Regions from separate parts of the Mus musculus genome. Here region 1 is linked to region 2. A link is a contact called in public ChIA-PET data. All regions are on one chromosome and are shown on one strand. The core of a region is the stretch at or near the end of the contact, and the rest is flanking DNA. Distances in the headings are between cores, read along the strand shown.

The links. ChIA-PET counts read pairs in DNA pulled down with a chosen protein or histone mark.
Region 1: a contact with region 2 is called in an RNA polymerase II ChIA-PET map of memory CD8 T cells, with 14 read pairs. The contact joins two enhancer-like sites. A contact is called at or near these places in 3 of 484 Hi-C or Micro-C datasets (double positive thymocytes, group 2 innate lymphoid cells and myeloid progenitors), 2 of 115 datasets of contacts at active chromatin or transcription factors (embryonic stem cells and memory CD8 T cells) and 1 of 9 other capture datasets (embryonic stem cells).

Annotation. Positions count from the first base shown.
Region 1 is chr2:73,067,870-73,072,980 of GRCm38.p6, forward strand. No RefSeq gene overlaps it. Among named protein-coding and RNA genes, the nearest start is that of Gm39850, 61 kb to the left of the region's middle. Within about 2 kb of position 2,997, at least 20 of the 459 cell types and tissues checked have an H3K27ac peak or open chromatin away from gene starts, as enhancers often do. A contact at or near this core is called in memory CD8 T cells, where this site is marked.
Region 2 is chr2:72,834,606-72,840,287 of GRCm38.p6, forward strand. Gm39849 (a long non-coding RNA gene) reads right to left here. Exons shown (of 3, transcript XR_866425.2): 2 at 1,327-1,516. Among named protein-coding and RNA genes, the nearest start is that of 6430710C18Rik, 24 kb to the left of the region's middle. Within about 2 kb of position 3,691, at least 81 of the 459 cell types and tissues checked have an H3K27ac peak or open chromatin away from gene starts, as enhancers often do. A contact at or near this core is called in memory CD8 T cells, where this site is marked.

The sequences.
Region 1 (5,111 bases), core at 1,747-4,246, 230 kb after region 2:
GTTTGAGCAAACCATATGTACTCTTTATCCTGTTTGGCATCAATATTCATGTCGGCCTCTGAGAGCGTTCATTCATTCTCTTGCCCTGCAGGGGTGTTCTCTGATGTAGGGAGAGCATCATACTTTATCATCTGCCTAAATAAGACAAAAGTCTGTATTCCACACCACATCTGGCACTTTGAGCTTCCCATCCGTGGCTGGAGTAGAAAATTCCTTGTAATACATTTAAGTAAAAAGAGCAAGCCAATTAAAAAAAAAAAACTAAGCACAACTTTTATTTTTTAAGGTTCTCTTGCTTTCCCCATTTTTTAAAAAACCCTAGGTGGAGAGTATGCATTGCCCTGTGATTCAGTTGCAACTCCTTGGCTGGTATTTCTCTGTGAGATAGACCTTCATGCTCCCTCAAGCCAGACCTGCGGTCCCTAGCACAATAGGGCTTGCTCCTGCCCGAGGTCCTCACACAGTCTGTTCTGTTTCCTTGAGGCTTCCTCTCTCTCCCTTCCCTGGTACTTCTGGGCTTCTTCTAATCTCTGCTCAAATCTATCCTTTCCAGGGAGTCTTATGTGGTCAGCTGTAAGGTTCCATGGTTTGGGGTCAGTTGTCCCCTAATTAAGCTCACGGAGCTTAGTTGGAGTGAGCAGCAGCAGGCCATTCCATCCACTCACTATTCTATGCCTCACAGCAACGCTGACAGTGTTGAGATCCCCTGGATCAAGCAATTGAGGGTCAGAAATAGAAGTTTCCTTCCCCAGGCTGCACGAGGCAGGAACTGCCAGGATTCCTTCACCCTTCCCTCTTACTCTCCACTACAAGGACTGAACACCATGTGAACATCACAGGGATTCTGGGACAACAAGATGGTTAGGCAGGGCATTTTCAGAGTGCCATCCTGGGTACAGGAGCTGACTGATCTGCTCTGTGGTTATGTCAGTCAGGTGGCCTGTAACAGGCTGTTCTCTGCCTTCCTATTCATTTTTATCTCTGCACTGGAATTCTCCTGTCTGGCCTAAGCTAGGAGAGGCTGACCTATGCTGTGCTAGACTCTGATCAGGGTTTACAGTTTGTGCCTCTTTTTATGAGCTCAGCAGAAATATGTTGCCAGCTTATGTTCTTTTATCTAGCATCCTGCACATGAACTGAACCAAGAGAATTTGATAAGCATGAGGGAAATAAATGATTGGATGGATGGATGGATGGATGGATGGATATATGGATGGATGGATAGATGGACTGGATGCATGGATGGATGGATGGATGGATATATGGATGGATGGATAGATGGATGTGTGGATGGGTGGATGGATGGATAGATGACTGGATGGATGGATGGATGGATGGATGGATGATGGATGGATGGATGGAAAATAACAAGGAATCGACACATTTTTGTCCTTAGACATTTCTAACACATTTGACACGCCGTGACTGAAAGAGAGTGAAAACTAACGCTTTCCAGATAATACTTCTCCAGCCAGATGTTCAGAGATGAAACAAAAAGGGGAAGAAGAAAAAAAAAATAACCCTTCACACTGCTTTGCATTCTGTGCCCACATCTCTAGAAGAATAATGTGGCAGTCATGTTCAACATGTATGGTCTGCACTTGGGACGAAGTTAACTGGGATAGAATAAACATAAAAATGATATAGAAATGCCAACAGCATCAAGGGAACAGCAGGTAGAAAAAGTGCCTGGCCAGGACCACACAGTCCAGATATGACAACTGCCACCTATCAGTGTTAGGGAAGTAGGCTCCTAAGGGAGAAGTGAAAAGATGGTCAAGTGCGGTCTGGGACCTTACATCTGTGCAGCTGTCCTCAGTAGCTGTGGGATCTGCATCCATGGCCGCAGTTAGTGGTAAGAAACTAGCTCTGTACTGCACATAGATGGCTTCTCCCTTGTGTGGACCCTACACAGCACAATAGTGTTTGCATAATATTAGACACTAGTAATCTAGAGATGATTTAAAATACACAGGAGGGTAAGTGCAGGGTATATGCAGATTCCTGTCATTTTATCCGAGGGGTCTGAGTACACATGGGTCTTGGTGTCCACAAGGCTCCTTAGAACCAATCCCCATCAGACATAGATAGTCTGTATTTCAGTGACTGTCATGGATATTCTGTTTATCAGAGTGTATATGGCCTTATCATTTTCTACTCTTCTAAATTCATCAGTAGACGGATAACATGTTGACTAACAAGTCTCCTTTACAGGCCAAAATGGCTAGTATGGATGAGAGGACACTATTTTGCCAGAGGGTACAGACCAGCCTAAGAATCTAAGGACTCAGGGCTGGTGAGATGGCTCAGTGGGTAAGAGCACCCGACTGCTCTTCCAAAGGTCCAGAGTTCAAATCCCAGCAACCACATGGTGGCTCACAACCATCTGTAACGAGATCTGACTCCCTCTTCTGGAGTGTCTGAAGACAGCTACAGTGCAATTACATATAATGAATAAATAAATCTTAAAAAAAAAAAAAGAATCTAAGGACTCTTAAGTACTGCCATTTAAATTATAAGCTATTTATTTGTCTCCTTATTTACAATTAGCACCTGGTAATGTGCTGATCTTATGGAGGTCCTTAGGATCTGTTACCATGGTTACCACCAATGTAAATGCTACACTATATAAAAGAAACAATTTAGAAATGGCTGGCTATTAAGCCGAGCCTATTTAACTGGTTTGGGAGATATTTTATTCTGGTGGAGTCCTTGCATTTGGGTCCCACTTCAAAGTCAACGCATTAAGTTTTTGATGGGCTTTAAGATGCTTTCAGAGCCTTGTGCTCGCACAGTAGGGAGCTGAATGTTTTTCAAAAGAGCCCCAAGAAAGTGGTGCCTGGTAGAAAACAAGTGCAATGGGTGGAGAGCCCGGCAATCTCACTTAAAAAGTGTTCAAACCGCCACCAAAAATAGCAACATCTCCTCCCACAAGCCCGCAGGCTCTCACTCCAGGCCCAGAGGTTTCCAGCAGCTGTGCCCAGGCCTTTTGTGCCCAGGCCTCCTGCGCCCATCCTCCAGTGGGGCAGATAGGAATGTGCAGACGAAAGGGTCTCCCACTGTCCTCCTTTCTGTCACCAGACTATAGGCTGTAAGGCCACCCTCTTGACATTCACCTGGCTTCTCAGTAGGCCGTTAGGAAGCCATTTGCAGAACTATTTGACTATGGACCACAAAATGATTCCGTTGGTAGGATGGGTGACTGGCATTTTCAGATGTGACCACGCCACCTCTCTCTCGGTGTGTTTCTCCACGTAAGCAAGAAGAAGCGCAGTGAGCACTGCTAGGGGCGGGAGACAAAGCAAACCCTCGCCCCTGGCTTCTGTCACCCAAACCCAAGTCCTCGGAGGAATTCAGGAAAAAGAGTTTGAGGAGGAAAGGAAAGGAGAGATGAAAGAAGGTGAGGGAAGCAGGGAAGGGGAGGGAGGGTCAGGAAGTGGGGAGGACAGGAGTGGAGGCTGTGGTTCAGCAGAGCCTCAGGCTGGCCTCTAAGGCAAATGCCAGGGAGATGGGGAAAGAGTCAGCAAGGTCACCTAGACCAGGGTTGCAATGTAAGGTCAGGCCGGATGGGTGACACTGGCCTGAGGGAGAGCAAGCAGTATGGCCTGGGTCTGGAGAGGGGGTTATTCACCCAAAGCCAGACCCCCCTTGGACTTGAATAGATTTCAAGAGGCAAGCCAGGGTCCCAGACCTGGCAAGAGTCATGGGCAGGGATTTGGGGGCATCTGATTAGTACCTATATGTGCTGAAAGGGAGAATAGGAGGGGATCCCAGAAGTTGGGCATAACCGTGGGGTAGATGAGAAAATTCTCCTTAACAAGGAGCTGCCTATGGTCTATCCCCCATTAGTCTGTTGAAAGGCACTTCCAATCAAATATTAGTTTCTCGTAGATTTCAGTCTCTGGGCAGGGATTTGCGTTCATGTCATGTTTGGGAAATGCTTATTTTAGAAAGTCGCCCAAAGTTCTTTATTGTAGGATTTCTCAGAAATTTAATATTTGAAAATATTCCATTCCGCGTCTTCAAGACAGGCGTTCAGTAGATCACTGGTGTGCTGGCAAATGATTAATAACCAACTTGAGAATTAAATCAAGGCTTAAAAGACTTGATTTATAGTGTCGCAACTCCCATGTTGTAAACCGAGAAGTCATTCCAGTTTCAGAGTGTCCCTCAGGGCTGCAGAGGACTTTGTTATTCTGTCAATCTGTGATGCCAGTCCCAGGCTGACATCCTAACAAGCAGGAATGATCCAGAGGGCTCCTCTTCAGGACAGTCAATGAGCTCACATGCTAAAATCTACCTTGGAGATGCCTGCCAGGAACGCGGCTCCACGACCCTGCGCTCACATCTACCAAACCACCCGCATCTTGGCTTACTACAGTATTTCCACAGAAGTGTTTGTTTGCTGAGAAACACTTTCACTGCATAGACACACTGGTCTTGAACTCCTGTGGTCACAGTCTCTGGAGTGATGGAATGGCAGGCATAGAACACCATGGAGTTAGGTTCTTCTAAGTGATCATACTCATTCAGACATGAATGATAAAAAATAATGAAGAAAATCCAGGCGGTGATAACACACACTTTCAATCTTAGACACTGGGAGGCAAAGGCAGGTGAATCTCTGAGTTGAAAGCCAGCCTACTCTACAGAGTGAGTTCCAAGACAGCCAGAGGTACACAGAGAAACTCTGTCAAAACAAACAAAGCAAAAGAAAACACAAGAATCCAGAAAGGACTGGGTTCCTGTGTCCAGTTGACTATGCTCTCCGAGGACCCCCACGTAATTCCTGTGTGCTGGAGGTCCTGCCTCTGCTGAGGGCTGTGCAGCCAACAAGATGGTTGGAAAAGGGTGTGCGACTTTGAGGCCTACACATCATGAAAGACAGCGTAACCTTTGCCTTGTTCTTTCTTGGGCTCTCTCAAGGCTGGTCGGGATGCGTGTCACACTTGAGTGTCTCCTGGAATAGAGCTCTGGAGCCCAGGTGGCAAGAAACTAACCAGGAGGCTCAATTTGTCTCTATGCAGACGACCCTACCCCCGCCCTAGAAGCAGAGCCTCTGGCTCGGTCGAGCCCATCCATGGCTGCAGCACAACCACGCTGGAGCTTCG
Region 2 (5,682 bases), core at 2,441-4,940:
TTGACTCAACATCATATCATAATTATTATGCAGATTGAGAGAAAGAAGGTGATAAGAGACAAGCACCTTTCAGAAAACCATTCCATTTGCTCCAGAGATGAGAGTAATTTTTCATTTCTCTTCTAGCTCAATTGTATCAGTCAGGGTTCTCCCGAGATAGGTAGGTAGATAGATAGATAGATAGATAGATAGATAGATAGATAGATAGATACATAAGATAGATAGATAGATAGATAGATAGATAGATAGATACATACATACATACATACATACATACATACATACACAGACAGAAGGATAGATAGCCATGGCTGCATAGTGAGACCTTGTCTCAAAAAATAGCTATTTATTTATTTATTTATTCATTCATTCATTCATTCATGTGTGTGCATATGCCATGATATATTTGAGTAGAACAGAGGACAAAGTATGGAAGTTGTCTCTCTCTTTCCACCATATGGGCCTACCTAATTGACTTAGTACCTACTAAGCCATCATTTTTATATATATATATATATATATATATATATATATATATATATATATATATGCAATTATATATTTTATTATATATTATATATAATGTTTATATATAGGCTTTGGGTTATATATTTATATGTCTCAAATATAATATTATATAATATTGCATATTGTATAATAGATTCATAGCCTATCAAATATCATAAATATGTAAATATTATATTATAAATATGTAAGTATTGTATTATATAATAATATATAATTGTTTGTATATTTATATATAATACCATATCATATATAATTAGTTATATTATGTATAATTATATATAAAATATATAAATTTTATATTATATAATATATTTGCATATAATTTTCTATAAATTACATATATAATTTATTACATACATAAATATAATACATATAATTTATTAAATTAGTTTATGTTAAAGTAGTAACAATTGTCTCAGATCTGAAGACTCTCAGTCCTCTAAGAATAGGTTCCTCAGTTGTCTCAACCTGGTACTGAGAACCTGTAAGGTTTTAAGAGAGCCACAGGTCGTTAAGTCCGTGATCGAAGCCTGGAAACTACTAGTTCTAATATCAGCAAAAGAATCAGTGGCATCAACAACAAGCTGATTCAACTCAGCAGCAGGAAGCAAGCCACAGGCACAAAAGGCAGATAATCCTCCTTCCAGCTTTGTATCTAGGCTGCCACAGAAGGCACTGCCTACACTGGGGGCGGGTCCTCCCACATTAAGCCAATCAGGACTGCTCTTCAGTTGAGGCTCCCTACTCAGGTCACTTTAACTTATGACAAATTGACATTAAAAAAAAAAAGCCTCTCACCGATATACTAATCACGTATTCCATTCTTGTATGCGGTACATGCATGGCTGTGTCCATCTAAGCTCTGTCCATATAAGAGATGTATGAAGCAGGGGCGGTGGTCCACAGTGGCTGCCAACAGCCTCACTCTAACATGGTGGTCAGCAGAGCTGACCTTCCCATATGGCATCCCAGAGCTCCTGGACAGTGTCTTGGGAGGAAGGAAGTAGGGTGTTAGTTGCTTGAGGTCCTTAAGTCAGCACAGCAACATTCAGTCTACTGATCACAGCATTTCCCAAATCACCCTATATTCAACAGCAAAGAGGTGTCTCAATGGAAAAAAAAATTAAAATATTTGAAGCCATTTTTAGTTCTCCACAACGGCTTTCACTAGATGCCCAATAAATATTTAGAGAATAGATTGGATTCAGCTTTATTCCATGAAAAATAACAGAACTGGAACCGATACAGAGTGAAGGAGTGTAAACGTGAGTACGTAGAGCCCAGCCCAAGATCTGATTCCACGGGAGGAGAATCAAAGTGGTGATAGGCTGGGCATCATGGCGCATGTCTTTGATCCCAGCATTTGGGAGGCAGAGGCAGGCAGATCTCTGTGAGTTCAAGGCCAGCCTGGTGTATACAGTGAGTTCCAGAACACCCAAGGCTATGTAGAGAGACCCTGTCTAAACCAAGCAAGCAAACAAGCAAACAAGCGAAACAAACAAAAAACCCTCCATTTTTGTTTTGTTGCAGACTTTTTGTTTCGATTTGACAGTTTTTGTTATATAAGGTGTTTTTGTTTTTTTGGTTTTTTTGTTTGTTTGTTTGTTTGTTTGCTTGCTTGCTTGTTTTTGACTTTCATTTCTGTTTTATTTGTTTTGTGAGAGAGGGAGAAAGAGAACATGAAGTTCAGTGGATGGGTAAGGAGGTAGGGAGATCTAGGACTAGGAGAGAGGAAGACACGATCAAAATATATTGTATGAGAAAAAATAAATTAAAAAAGATATGGAAGAATTCAGCAGTAAATAAAAAGAAAAAGTCTCTTGCTTATGATAAGCCAACCATGCTTCATTGGAAGGGCATGTGTCTAAGAAAACAAAGGCAGCACAAACTGGATGGGGTGAATGGGAGAGAAGAGAACACAAAGCTGGTTTGGTAAGGATAACTTGGGAGGAGTCACTGGGGAAGTGAATCTGATCAAAACCCATTGTATGCAACTTCTCAAAGAACTGATTTTAAAGTGAGTAGCTAATTAACTGAAATGACAAGTCTCTCCAAGTGCTCTACTCAGTAACTCATCATTTTCACAGCATTATGGGGGACAAGCAGGACTCACATCGCATTTAGTCGTCTGGGGATTGTCACTGCAATTACTTGCCTATGATGCTCAGAACTCTATGCGGAGAAGGAGGCAGGAAGATTGGAAGAGCCAGAGGTGGAGGATGGCTCCAAGAAAACTGTCTTCCAGACACAACAGGAGCAACATTGTGTCACTGTCATATGTGCAGCTGCCCATACTGTTACCTTGTATTCATCTGCCACTTCTGGCTCTTACAGTCTCAATGAATGAATAATGAAAATGTGGCGTATTTACACACTGGAATATTTTTCAGCTATTAAGAAAGATGAAATTTCGAAGCTCACAGGTAAAGGATACAGCTGGAAACAATCATTCTGAGTTAAGTATCCCTGCCAAGTGTCCCTTGCTTTCTTTCATTTGTAGGTGTTAGCTTTGACGCTTTAGACACATACATTTCATTTGGAATACCCACAGAGGTCAGGAAACCAGAAAGAGGGGTGGGGGTGGGGGAGCCTTCAGGGGAGGGGAGATACATAGTTTTTCTGTTGTTTTTTTTTTAACTTTAGCAGTTACAACCAAGACTCTGATTAGCCTGGTCAGGTAGACTTAATCCTGGGTGCAGGTAGATCCCAGCGTTGTGAAGACTGATGCTTTGTCAGGTTTCACACACCTTCCCATTGCTACCGTGCAAATGCTTTAAAGACCGTGAAAATCAAACACTAAACAAATCCAATCTTGTGACCAGAATAAAAAGCATGCCTGAAGGAATTCAGCCCGTGTGTCTAATAAAAATCAGTGGAGACCTTTCCAGGAAGATGATAGACTGGATAATACTTCCACCAGCTTCACTTGAACCCTTAAGGGAAGTTTCTCTAGTGCAGTCACTGAAGGAAAATCCATACTTCATGGCTTTTGCTTAGCATGGAGGAAAAACATACCAAGTCGCCTATGTTTGCAGGAAACGTGAGGTGCTGTGGGCAAAAGTGGGAAGAACCAATGCAAATTTAGCAAGCCAGATAATAACTGGGGAAACCCCGACTCTCACCATCACAGTCTCATTGTCTGAGGATGTGGCAGGCCAGGATTGGCTGACCTGTGAATGACCTTCTTAGACTGTGTAAACAAGGTCAAACAAGTGACATCACTTGGGGTGAAGGAATGAGTCATTAAAAATAGTTATCCCACCCACACTTAGAATTGAACAACTTCTTAGGGGTAATAAAATCTCTCTCTCTCTCTCTCTCTCTCTCTCTCTCTCTCTCTGAGCTCAGAGTTTCCCTGTTGTAATTCCTGTCACTGTGACAAGGACTTAAAGCACTCAATCTTAAAGAACCCAGACCACGCCTTCTTTGACTCCAAGGCAAACAACCGTGTTCTACCTTGAAGAAAATGTAAAGCTGGGTTGAACAGCTTTGAACCGTGTCCAAGCTTACAATGGTTTTCTTTAGCATGTATCAAAACCTAAACAACAATGCTGGGCTGTGTGTAACAGTGCAACAGTTAAGGACCTGGTTTGGCACTAACTGCATTAAGGTGGTCCCAGTTCCACTACTCTCTGGTATTGTAACTCAGGCCAGGTTCATGTGTGCCTTTCATGTCTTGCTCCTTGATTGACAACGGGGGTGGGGGTGGGGGAGGATAGTTTGACTGAGAATTACCTCCAGCCATTCATACATTTAAATACTTAGTCTCTATTGGTGGGCCTATTTGGGAAGGATTAGGAAGTTTAGCCAGGTTGGAGGAGGTGTGTTACTGGGACAGGCTTCAAGGTTTCAAAACACTCAGGGCATTCCCTGAGTTCTCTCCCTGGGGATCAAGGTGTGAACTTGCCACTATGTCTTTGCTCCACCATCATGGATTCTAACCTGTTGCAGGATATTTGATCACAAGGTGAACCCCAACATTGTTTTTTACAGAAAAAAAAAAAATAGCTGTTTCTAGTTATGATGTGGCTCAGCCTTAGCACACACCTTTAATCCCAAACAATGAAAGTAAAGTTAGTTTGTAGAAGGAAGCACTCATGTTTGAAAGTGATGTACAATTGAGTGGCAGGCAAAGTGACAAACCAGAGAAAGATTTGACAGAATAGGACGTGCCCAACTCTCACAAGGAGAGGAAAGGGAGGCTGCTTAAGAGAGCCGTGCAAATTTTTGGTGTTGCTTTGTGTAGCTACAGTAAATTGTGCGAGCTGTACTGAATGTTACAGAATTCATTAGGAGTAAAGCATGGGAATGTGGCATGAAATTTGGAGTGGGCATGGGCAGGTGGTTCTGCATGTAAATGTACTGGCTGTTCTTCCAGAGGACCAGGATTTGATTCCCAACACCCACCTATAACTCCTGTTCTAGAGGATCTCATACTGTCTTCTGGCCCCTGTGGGCACCACCAAGCAAGCAAACACTCATATAAATGAAATAAAAATACTTTTTTTTTAAGAAAAAGAAAAAAACAGAGAGAGAGAGAGCAGTGCGGTGTGTGTGTGGGGGGGGGGGAGGAGAGCATTTTACTGGGCTAGTTATAGAGATAGGTTGCAGTGACAGAAGGAGCCAGAGAATGAGAAGGAACCAGAAGATTAGAGCAGATTGCTAGAGTTAGTTTGAGGCCAAGCAGAGCAATTCAGGAAAGGCCAATGGAGAGAAGCCAGATGGTGTCAATCAGCTTGGAGAGGAATGTGAGCCAGAACAGCTGCGTTGACTTGCTAGTCACAGCTCAGAAAGAACTAGGAAGCCGGGATGAGCTTACTCAGCACCAAGTCTCAGAGGCTGAAAACATTCTAGGTCTAGGTTAGATCGTACAGGCCGGCTAGAAGCTTCCAGGACTAGGTTAGCAGACAGAGGCAGTAATTCTTCCCAGACAACAATTTCACTCGAGGAAATAAATGATACTTTTACACTGAAACTGCAAGGGATTCTTTTATAAAAGTTGTCTTGGTCCTGGTGTTTTGTCTCAGCAATAGAAAAGTAACTAAGACAAAGGAACATGGTAGTTGTGCCGGTTAAGGTGAAATAACATGTAAATCATTACATAGAGTCTGCGTATGACTAAGGCTCAAGAAGTATGAACTATCATCATTATTA